Linked DNA regions of Mus musculus: region 1 is linked to region 2. A link is a contact called in public Hi-C data. All regions are on one chromosome and are shown on one strand. The core of a region is the stretch at or near the end of the contact, and the rest is flanking DNA. Distances in the headings are between cores, read along the strand shown.

Region 1 (5,835 bases), core at 2,486-4,985, 180 kb after region 2:
AGACCTGGGTCATGCTACTTACATGCTCTGGGAAGACGCTTGTCTGTTCCTCATGAGACATCGTTCCTCATGCACACAGTCAGGACTACGATGCCTATGCCTCACGGGATTACATGAGAGTATGGACAGACAGCATCTGGCACAGGGCCTTCCGTACAGTCAGTGCTAGGAAGTAATGGCACTAGCAACCTCATTTCCATCCTGTCCCTGTATGAACTAAGCAATGCAATTTTGGGGATTTCTAAGCAATTTCTCATCTAGAAGATTTTAAAGTAATGATTTTGCATCCTGTACCTCTTACTCATTAACCCAGTGAATCTAAAACATTTTAAAAAATGTAAATTAGGACTTCAATAATTTGACTTTCAAGTATTTACCACATGATCACAGTCAAGAGCAATGTGTCTCTCGCACAAAGCTATCTCTCTTCCCTAAGGGTTTAAAGGCTACCCAGGAAGTCAGGTTACTTTGTAGAGATAGCACGTGAACAAAACCAAAGCAGTAAGAAGAGTCACATTTTGACATCTGTTGTGACTGTGAGCAGGACAGATAACGTTCCCTGAAGTGGAGGACTATCAGGGAATGTGGTGATGGAAAAGTCTGTACAAAGTATGGTACGTGACAGAGTGACACTGTAGGCTCCTAAAATAATAGAACGGTGGCAGGATTGTATAAGTACCAGTCTGATAGTGCCGTAGACGGGGCTGACTTTTAGACTGCATCTGGGAACAGGTCCACAGCTATCACAGATTCATGAAGACCATGGCAATTAGACATAACAGCAGGGAGTACTTCCTATGCAAACCTCAGATAGGCCCAAAATACCCAAGATCAAAAGGCAAGCCTGGGGCCTGGAGATGGCTGAGCTGTTGAGAGCACTTGTTACTGTTGTAGAGGGCACACAGTCAGGGTCTACATGGCAGCTAACCACTCTCTGGAACTCCAGAGGACTCAGTGCACTCTTTTGGCCTTAGCACTGCAAACACATAGTACATACATGCAAGCAAAACGCCCACAGACTGCCTCCTTGACTGCTAGGGCTTGACCCTGAAAAGCAGTGAGAAGGAACAGGACGGGAGGGATGGAGGCATGAAGTGTCAGTCAGTCTCTCAGTGGGATCTGGCTGGGAACTGGCGGTGGCAAGAGGAAGGAGTGTTGGGTGTGTATCAGAGGGTCACAAGGCAAGCTGCATAGGCAGGAACGTGAGAGAAAGGTTTAGAAGTGGAGGTAGGGAGATGATGGTAAGAGTGGGCAGGGTGTGATGTTCATATGTGAAACTGTCTTAGGTCAATAGTAACCAATGAGGTCTTTTAAAAACGAATCAACAAAAGCCAGAGGAAGTCTTAGATATGCTTATCAAGGAGTTTGAAGTCTTCAACCTGCAGGACAGAGGGAATGAACACAAGATTGCTAAGATATGACAGGGACTAAAGCCAAAGAACTGGTGTCCTCATGTTTTTAGTGCTTTTTACATGTTTTAAATATTTTGATTTTATGCAGGCATGCATGTCTGCACAAAGGTTTGTGCACATTTATGCCTGCAAAGACCAGAAGAGGGCAACGGAGGAGTTGAAGCTAGACCATTATAGGCAGTTCTAAGTCACCCAATGTGAGTGCTAGGAACCGAACTCAGGCTCTCTGGAATAGCAGCAAGCACTTTTAACTCCTTAAGTATCTCTCAAAAGTAGGAGGGAAAAAAAAAAACCAGTATAATGACCCTCATCTGGCAATCAGTCTTAACAGGTGCCAAGTTTGCTAATTTTGATTCTTCTGTGTAGCCTAAATACAGTGAGCTTTTCAAAGTAAATCCTAGATTCTAAAGTGTGAAAAATCCAAATGTACTACCACACCATGGTCTTACTGACCTACAAGTATATCACAGGTCTACGGTATACTTAATCAACATTTGAAAGCCTGGACTCTTGAACTATGTAGTCTATTCCAATCTGCTGCCTTTCCAAGTCTATCTCTATCGATCTCCCAATTGATGCTGATGATGGTCCTCAAATCATATTCTGAGCAGCAGAGATCTAGATGACTGGCCACAGGGCTAATATCACTATTTTCGTGGGGTTCCTAGGGGCAGGGCTAAAGGAAGAGCCATGGACTTGAAGTACCAGAGTCTGAGAGAAAGGGTTGATGAGGAAACTAATGGTCACTCTGTCTTTTTTCTCTCTATGAGATAGGTCTTGAAAGAGTGAATAGAGACAAAGGAGAAATATGAATGACAGACGATTAAAGAATTAATAAAACAGATATTACCTTTGGTGCCAGGTAGGTTATATGCAATAGCTATCTTCTTATGTTGAAATTCCTTTAACTTCACAATGTTATCTGTGAGTAGGTATCTTTTAGCTAAAAAGTAGAAAAAGAAAATAAAGTCATTTTGATTGCTCTCCCCCTCCCCCGCAGCAAATAAGAGCATGGTTGCCTCTAAAGGATCCATCCAGAGAGGTACAAATACTATATATCCCTGGTGAGAAGCAAACATCTCCAGTCAAGTATTGAATGCAAGTCTTACATTTGAAAGAGGTAGGGATTGATGGAGTGTGAAGACTGGTTGACAAGATGAGCTATGAAGAACAAATGGGCATTTGCTATCTAGTTGGGGGCTAGCAATGCAGACACCTACACACACACACACACACACTGCAGACACCTACACACACACACACACACACACACACACACACTTTTGCTTGGTTTATTTTGGGAGAAACATGAAATATTGGGAAAAGCTATATCATGACTTCCAGTTTTGAAACTTCGGCACTGAAGATAGCCTTTCAGATCTGGACTCAGTAACCCTAGATCAGAAATCACTGACCACAGATCAGCAAGTCTGGAATGTACCCTTCTGCATCGTTGGCTGTGCATGAGATAAAAACAGATGAACCGTGCACTGAGATCTGACACAGTAAGGTAGTAACAAAAATAGTTGTTTATGAAAAGGCAGTCCTGTGACGCTGTCAGATCTGGGTCTTTAGTTCAAATACAGCATCTGCCAGCTCCCTGTGACCTTGGGCGAGTGACAACCTTGTCTACTTCCTATTCTGTAAATGAAGAAGGGTACCTCTGTCACTGGATGCTATGTGTGTGTGTGCGCGCCCACATTATAATAATTTTATTATCAATAGCAGTCACGCCTTCAGAAAGGCGGTAAGGAATAATTTGGGGGATGAGGACGCCTGCCTCGAGTCTTTGAGAATGTAAGCAGCACAGCTTGGGTTCCCATCTCTTAAACTCCGCACCAAAACCTTGCAGAAAAGGACACCCGACGACTGAGGTATGTTCTCGAAGAGCAACTTGGACCTTTGCAAGTGCAGTCCCTAGCTGCCCTTTGCTTTCCAGGCACAGAGCAGAGGGGTTCACAGTCCGGAAGCAAACCGGGCTGCTCACGCGTGCAGCAAAAGGGAAAGGGCGCACGAGCCTCCTCCAAAAAGAGAGGCCGCGGTGGGCTCACGCTCCCTTCTCTTCCACCCTCCCTCCTTCCAGGCGTGCGGCCGCTCGTACCTCCGAGAGTGCAGCGGCAGCAGGCGGAGCCTGAGCCCGTCACCCCGGGATGCAGCGAAGGACGCGGCACCCGCAGGCGTTCCAGGGGCCGAAACACTGTAGCCATGTTGTTCCGGGCCGGGCTGCACCATCTGCGGGACCCGGGCAGGGGGGACCTCTGAGGTGGTAGGACCACTTCCGGCGGAGGCGGGCTCTGTGCCTGTCCCCCCACGCCCGCCTTCCACTTGGTGCGCTCCAAGATGGCGGCTCCCATGGTGCGGTGTGGGATGCTCCTGGCTCGGCGACTAGACGCGTCTCGCCTTTGCCTCGCAGGTTGGTGGCTGCTGCCTTGGAGCTGCAGCTCCATTTAGGCCTCCCAGCACGCTGTTTATTGAAGGAAGGGGGTGATGGGCTTCCAGGAAGCGCATAAGTGCGTCTGGGATCCGGTTGCTAGAGAAGCCGTTTAGGGTATTGGTAACCCAGAAAGGAAAAATAATCCCTCTTCTTTAAGGCTAGTACCCGCCATTCCAAACTTTTGAAAAGTAGGGGAAGGCTGTAGCATGAGGTTCTGCGTATGTCTTGCAAGTTTAATGTATTAAATTAGTAGACTTCTTGGTGATCATGAAAAACCCAAATATGTTCACTCCGTGGGCTAGAACAGTTTTCTTCCCCTGAGATTTCTTTGGAGGGTCATCAGGCAAAAGTTTTCCCTCACTGCCTTGTACTTGATGACCCGAACCCTTGGTCTTCATCTCCTGAAAGAATTTTTCAACACTAGCCTCACTTTACCTGGTGACCTTGGCCACAACTTCTGCCTGACATTTCTTTTTTTTTTTTTTTTTCCACCAGTAGGTAAACAAGCAGAGCGATTTGATGGCTTGAGTTGAATCACATAATCACTCAAAGCCTTTTTAGGGTACCTAATGGTGAAAATACGTTTTGAAGTTTTTGCAAAACCCGAGTTTGTAGTGCTTACAATCTCGTAATCCTTGAAGATGTGCCAGATAACAGAAGTAAAATGAACTAACCACACTTGGATGTTTGCAATGCTGCTTGTTTTCAATCAGACTCCCTTAACACCAGTCACAAAAAGAGAAGCAATGCTCACTTGCTCTCACTCCTGTAAGTGTACAGCCATTTAAAAACTCCACAGTTGTCCTCAAGAGTTTTCTAAAGATAAAGTGTTTGAACTACCTGGCAAGAACACTTCATATCACACATTTGACAAATTGATACGAACAATATTTGGCACTAAGAGTGCTTTGTAGAGCTATTTGGCATATTTAATTGTGATTGGTAGTAAATTCTTTGAAGTTTCATAAGACCCACACTAGTAGATACAGGAGAGTAAGTTGGTTGCTTATAATGGCTGGGGCAACTATTGTAACAAAGGAATGGAAACTACACAGAGCAACTTGAGAGAACCTTTACTTTGGCAGTTTATACTCTGAAGCTATCCCAACTTGGTAGTTGCTAGTACTTGTAGCTATTTAAATTTAAGTTGAAGATAAATAAGATTAAAAACTAAGTTTCTTCACGGCAGTTAGTGTTTTATGTGGTCAGTACATCCATGTAGCTGATGTCTTTTGTCTTGGACAATTTAAAATGTAACATTTTTATTTCTACAGAAGTTTTTTGGACACTGCATTAGACCACAGATGGAGGCTATAGGAAGGCAATATAAGTACATCAGTGTATAAATACCCTAATTCAAGTACTCAGCTTGTACAAATTCATGACAGATGAGTCAGTATATGCAACACTTTAAGACTTCTACATAGTCTACTTAAAATAGGATGAAAGAATACAGCCCAAATGATCAAAAAGATAGAAGAAAAATGAACTGAGATAGAGCAACAACAGGTATGTGAAAAGGACAGGGGAAGGAAACTTACTGGGTACCATAATTCGTAGACAGGCATTAGTGAGCCTTAACCACCCTGCTGATAGGTGGTATCCCTCATTTTGTGTATGATGAAAAAGATACAGAGGTGTATGATCTGCCCAATCTTCATAGCATTTATTATTGGCACCACAAGGGCTAAAAGTTAAATTGTGCTGCTAAAGCTTGTCTATTTTCACAATCACATTATTTTCTTATTTTAAAAACAAAACAAACAAACAAAATGCTTGGAGACATTTTGAATGGCACGTGCAGAGGGGGACTGGCAAGGCCCAGACCTAAGCCTGTGAGTCTGAAGACTCTTACTCATTCAGATGTGTTTTGAGCACTTTGAATGTTGTTACTGGGTTACTTGTCGGATAAGTAGAATCTCTCTGCAATCTGGGCCTACAGAGAAACTATCTGCATTTTAATGAGACTCATATGCATAAAAAGTTTGA
Region 2 (5,770 bases), core at 1,040-3,539:
CTGCAGGGCTACCTGCACATCAGTGTTCATTGTTACTCTATTCACAATAGCTAGGGAATAAAATCAACCTAGGCATTCAACAGCAGCTAGATAATGAAAATGTAGTGTACCTACACCATGGAATTTTATTTAACTGTAAATAAAAATAAAATCATTAAATCTGCAGGAAATGGATCGAAATGGGAAACAGTATCACTGGTGACAGAACTGAGCTCCACAGAGGCAGACATGTTTTCTCGAATGTAGGGGCTTCCTTTGAATTTTCAGATTTGTGTGTGTAACCTGAGTGCCTGTAGAGGTGAAGATGCCAGAAAGGAGACGGGGGTGTGGGGGGGGTGGGGGGGTGGAGGTGGAGGTAGGGGTGGGGGGTAGGGGAGGGAGGGAAGTAGGAGAGGAGGGAGAGGGGCTTTACGGAAGAGAAGAGAGTACAATATATTACCTGAGAGAAGATAAGGGTACTGGGAATGCAAAGTTTAAATGGGGATGGGGGAAGAGTGGGAGAGACAAGGAGCTGACGTGGAAAGCTAACCAAGACTAAGATATGTGGAAACTTACTTGATAACCAAATTAAAAACACATCAGAAGGAGAAGACAACGATGGTGAAAAGGAAGAGGGGGTGAGTTTGAAGGAAGGTACCCAGCATATGTGGACAATGCTTTTCTTAGAAGTCGTGTGCTATTACATGAAAATCCCAATGCTCCCAGTGGGACCTCCCAGAGACCTCCAGAATGACATGGCTGGTTGCATTGCCCACTAGGAGAGGTGACAATATGCCATTGCTGAGGATGCCACACCTTTTGATTGCCAGACAGAGAGATCAAGCTAAGACTGAGCTGGCAGCTTCAGAGCTGGAAGGCGCTATGCGGGCTGTTGGAGGAGACATGGCGTCAACTATTGTTCCCAGGTGTGAACATCGAAGACTTCAATGTCAATCTGCCGGGCAAGAGGTCCCCACTGTGCAACGGTGGTATGGCCGTTGTGCGGTAACCAATTCCTGACTGGATTTGAGCCTACTTCACAGGAGAGAGTTGTGCCTAGTCCTGGAAACCTCACCGAGAGTCCAGTGGAGACGTGATAGACCCTAGATGGCAACATGCTACTGTCACTTGGCTAAAGTACACTGTATCAAATTTCCTTCTAAATATTTATGTTTATAACCATGTCAGGGATGCTTTCAGTCTTGGCCAGAGAAGCTTCTGTTGGCACTGGAAGGCAGTTCACGAAGACTGGTAATAAGTGAGCATTGAGTGCTTAGCTCTTAAGTAGGAGATCTGTATTGCCCCCCACCCCCGAAAGGGCCAGACATCATTGTGGGAAAGAATATAAGGGCAGGGTATGAGAAGCAGTGACTACCCTGTGGACCTGACCTGGCTCTTAGACCCATTTACACATAGCACACGTGGCTGTCTACACAGAAACCATTAACATTCTATCACAAATGGGAGAGGGGCTTATGAAACTCTATCTTACCTGAAGGGCTACAGGCAGCTAAGGCTGGGGGAGAGAGAGTCACATTCCTTAGTGGTGTGAGTTTTCTTTGTTCAAACAAACAACCCCCCGACCATGCAACCATAATTAAACACAGTGGGCAGCAAAAAACGACATGGAAGTGAAAGGAGGCCCTGTTGGGAAGAAGGGGTTTAGTGGGAGGGGGAACCAGTAGTGACTATAATCGAACTAATTATACACATTTCAAATGGTGAGAGAATAAGTAATAGTTTAATAAATTAAAGTCTACTTAATAATGTGTATAGATAGGTGTAAAAGAAGAGATCTGGTTCATCACGATGGTAAGGCATGGTCTTGGATGTGTCAGACAGCCGGCCACACTGCCTCTGCCTTGGGAAGCAGAGACAGACGAGGGTGGGTGCTGTGTTTGTGTTCTTCATCCTTTCACTTCGTCTAAGACCCTAGCCCATAGGATAGTGCTACCCACACTCAAGGTTAGTCTTACCCCCTCTGTTAATGCTCTCTGGAAATGCCCCGGTGACATGCTCAAAGATGCTCTCAAAGGTTTGTCTCTTAGGCCACTTTTAAATCCCCTACATTGACAATGAAGAGCAACCATGGCAGCAACGGAGAGGCAAGAGGCTCTTCTCCTTATGATTGCAAGTGGAGTCATGACTGTAGTTTGTGGTCAGGACAAGACTCAGTCCCTGCAGAATAGTCCCCAGCTAGGGAAGAGGCCTGCCAAGTGACTTGGGCACACTCCCAACCCTGGGTGTTTCTGGGAGAAGCTCTGACGTGGCTGAGGAGGGAGTGCACTCTGGCTCTCAGGCCTGCAAGGCTGACTGGGCAAGCTGCACTCCAGATGTTTATGTCGTTCATTCACTGCTAACCCTGGGTGCAGCAGTGTCCAGGGCAGCGGCTGTGCCACCTGATGCTGTGGAGAACCGTCTAGATAGACAACCACTAGCCACGTACAGCGTCAGGCTAGCCTGAGTAGGGACATGTGCTAAAGGTAATGGTTTTGAAGTGTTAATGTAAAACTGATTGTAAAGTCTCTCTTCAATATTTGTGCTGATTCTGTGTCTAAATGGTGATATTTTAACACACTGTACTGAATAAAATATATAATTGAAATTTCCTTCTAATGTGGTCACTAAAACTACTTGGACTCATATGGACCATCCATGTTTATTTGTATCCGTCATCACTGGACTAGGTGACCCTCTCACTACTAGGTCCCATGGAAACAGGTAGCATCGGGTAGCAGGTTTCCAGTCCGTAAAACATAATCTCCACTCAAAGTAGCATAAAGAGTAAAGAGGTGATGTGTCCAAGGTTTGAAAATAAAGGTTACTGACATAGCATCTCAGTGGGTCCTGACACACTCTTGTCGTGTTCCCACTCTGCCCTCATCCGGCACAATTCAAAGTCAGCGGATGGTGACATTTTAAGGGTCACATCCAGATATTGTGTATGTCCAGGGAAAATAAAACCATGCAGAGATTTCTTTCTTCATCTCTCTCAGAAGGGATGGTGTCTTTGCAGTGTTCCTCCCAGTCCTCTCTCCCAAATTCCAGTTCCATGTGTTTTCTCTGATATCTTGACCCATAAGATACCTGCAGTTAAAATAATTCCATTTTATTTCAGCAGAGGGCGTTCCTTTCCTTCTGGGAGCATAACCAGCTCTTAGTCACAGAAGACTAAGACTCTAAAAAAGGCCGTAAGAATAGTTTCAAAATTGGAAAGGATAGGCTGAGGAGCACTCATTATCCAACCTGATGACCTCATTTCCTGTGTGGGAATTGCTCAGAATCCCAAGTTCTGTTGAGGCTTAGCTAAGAGCTGGAATTTAGACTACTTACTGTCAACTCAGTGTGTAGCCTCATGAGTACCCACAGCTCTCACTGGGCATTCACTAAGTAAGAGTAGGCTTAGCCCATTTACATTTAATGTAATTACTCGTGACTTGCAGGTCTAGTCTATTATATTGTTTGGTGATTCTGGAATGTCCTACCTCATTTATCATCTCTCTCTCTCTGTGTGTGTGTCTGTCTGTCTCTCTCGCTCTCTTTTTCTATCTCTGTCTCTCTCTGTCTCTCTCTCCTTGACTCTGGATTGGCTAAGTTTTTAAAGTATTGTTTTTCTCTTTTATTTGTTTAGAAATTTTGTTATTTTAGAATTATCTATTTTTTGGTAGCTAGTCTAAAATTATAGTTTCTACCAAATATTTTATTTTAACCTTGCATTACTGATCTTAATCTTGTCCTATGTAGTTTGGTAATATCAAATTTTTACTTACATCTCAACTAACTTGCTATTTATCAACTTATAATTCTATGCAATTTTAAAACATTTTTACTAGATAAGTTGTTTGTCCTTATTTCTTTTTGCATCTTGGGTTTTGGACTTTGGGTCTTACATCCAGATGCTTTTATTTCACCCTTAAGTATGAGTTCTGGGACTTCCAAAACTCATTTAAGCAAATGATAATAGAATTTTTGATACTAGAATTTTAGGATTCTAAGTGACCATATGTTTTCTTTCACTGCTGATCATATTATTTATTTATTTATTTATTTATTTATTTATTTATTTATTTATTTATTTATTTGAGATAGGGTTTCCCTGTGTAGCCCTGGCTGTCCTGGAACTCACTCTGTAGACCAGGCTGACCCCGAACTCAGAAATCCACCTGCCTTTGCCTCCCAAGTGCTGGGATTAAAGGCACAAGCCACCACTGCCCGTTTTATTGCCTTTTAACTTCCATTATTGACTTTGAAAAGTCAGCTATTTTACACCTTTGAAGGTAACACGTTCTCCCTGTGTATACACAAACCATCAGTTCCTGTGGCTCCACTGTGTTATATCTGGGAGTGCTGTGTATCGACATGCTAGTGTTCCTGATCTATGGATATATGTCTTTGATCATTTCTTATATAACCTTATGGTTGGTGACTAAAAATACCAGCAACTGCCGTCTCCAATGCTCTTGGGTCTGCTTGTGTTGCCTGTTATTTCTGTTGTGTTTGATTTTTCTCTGTGTGCTTGTATCTGTGTATGAGTGGTTATTCTTGGCACTCATACTTTAAGGTATTTGAGAATCAATAGCATCTTTTTCCAAAGAGAATTTTCTTTTTCTTTTGATGAATTCTTACATTTCAAATACAGATCAAACCAAAGCCAAAATTAGTGGCTCTCTGGACCACCTCTGTAACATAAATCAGGACAGAAATTCTTTTCAAGAATTTGTCTACTTACAATTCATGTTGTCTGAAGAAGCTGCCATTCTGGAATGACAGCTTGAAGTAGGGTGGGTGATTAGAGTCCTCACCTTTGGTGGATAGCAGGTCTTGGCTTTTCCTCACTGGCACCCACATCCCACAAAAGTACAGTTGAGTTACTAACCAGTTTTGTAGGGATTGGCAGATGCCCTTAGGATGAAATCCAACTTGAATGTTAGTCTTGTTTTTTGTTTTCTGGCTTTTCCACATCTAACTTTTCATTTTGTAAACCCTCACTAGCTTGTTAATTTTTCTCTTTTTTTCTTTCTTTTTTTTTTTTTTAATTTTTCACTACTTTAAGCAATTCAAAGGTCTTTCCATCCATTTCTTTGGGCACCTTTAATGCGAGACTTGTCCAGATTTCCTAGTCTTCAATTACTAGAAACTGAAGTTTCTACAGATAGTCTTAAAGGAAAATCTTCTTGGTTTTCTATTCTCACACCATGACTGTGAACTTTTCAGCTCCTCTCAGCCACTTGTTCATGCACAAAGGACTTAAATTACTAGAAATAACTCAAGGGAGGGAGAGTTCACTTTGGCTCATGGTTTGAGAGCACAGTTTATCATGGTGGAGAAGGCATGAGGTGGGAGCAGCCCCCAGTCATGACTCCTCACCATGCTGCATCTCCAGAGAGCAGGAAGCAGGAAGTGGAGCTGGGCCATAATTTCCAAGACCCACGCAACCCATTTCCTTCATCAAAGCCCCACTTTCCAGAAGGTTCCCCTAGCTTCCAAAATAGCGCAAAGTGTGAACCGTATTGGGACATGGTATTCAAACCACGACATGGTGGGAGTGAAACTGTGTGTGCTTCCAGGGAAAAGCTCAGGTGTCCTTGCAGTGTTCATACTTACTCATCTGTCTGGAAATGGGACACATCCCCACGAAGAGAAAGATGTCCATTCCAACACAAGAAAAGGGGCCCGAAGCAAGGTTTCAGAGGTTTAGAGCACCAACTGCTCTTCCAAAGGACCTGGGTTTAATTCCTAGTACCACACGGCAGCTCACAACTCTCTGTAACTCCAGTTCCAAGGAATCTGA

What was found. Hi-C and Micro-C count contacts between places; a contact is called where the count stands out from the background.
Region 1: a Hi-C map of the C2C12 cell line shows a contact between it and region 2, with 3 times the contacts expected there. The contact joins the promoter of Mrps27 here to the enhancer-like site in region 2. A contact is called at or near these places in 17 of 39 promoter capture datasets (the 3T3-L1 cell line, 3T3-L1-derived adipocytes, the C10 cell line and 9 more), 7 of 484 Hi-C or Micro-C datasets (the C2C12 cell line, bone marrow-derived macrophages, muscle stem cells and 2 more), 13 of 115 datasets of contacts at active chromatin or transcription factors (bone marrow-derived macrophages, cardiomyocytes, embryonic hindbrain and 7 more) and 3 of 9 other capture datasets (adipose tissue, liver and macrophages).

What each region holds. Positions count from the first base shown.
Region 1 is chr13:99,341,051-99,346,885 of GRCm38.p6, forward strand. It overlaps Mrps27 (mitochondrial ribosomal protein S27), which reads left to right and starts at 3,736. Exons shown (of 11, transcript NM_173757.3): 1 at 3,736-3,825. The coding sequence starts at 3,753. Ptcd2 (pentatricopeptide repeat domain 2) reads right to left here and starts at 3,628. Exons shown (of 10, transcript NM_026873.2): 1 at 3,514-3,628; 2 at 2,263-2,355. The coding sequence starts at 3,619.
Region 2 is chr13:99,167,377-99,173,146 of GRCm38.p6, forward strand. It overlaps Gm41036 (a long non-coding RNA gene), which reads right to left. Exons shown (of 3, transcript XR_873861.2): 3 at 5,744-5,770. Among named protein-coding and RNA genes, the nearest start is that of Gm41036, 6.2 kb to the right of the region's middle. Within about 2 kb of position 2,290, at least 37 of the 459 cell types and tissues checked have an H3K27ac peak or open chromatin away from gene starts, as enhancers often do. A contact at or near this core is called in the C2C12 cell line, the SN4741 cell line, adipose tissue and 4 more, where this site is marked.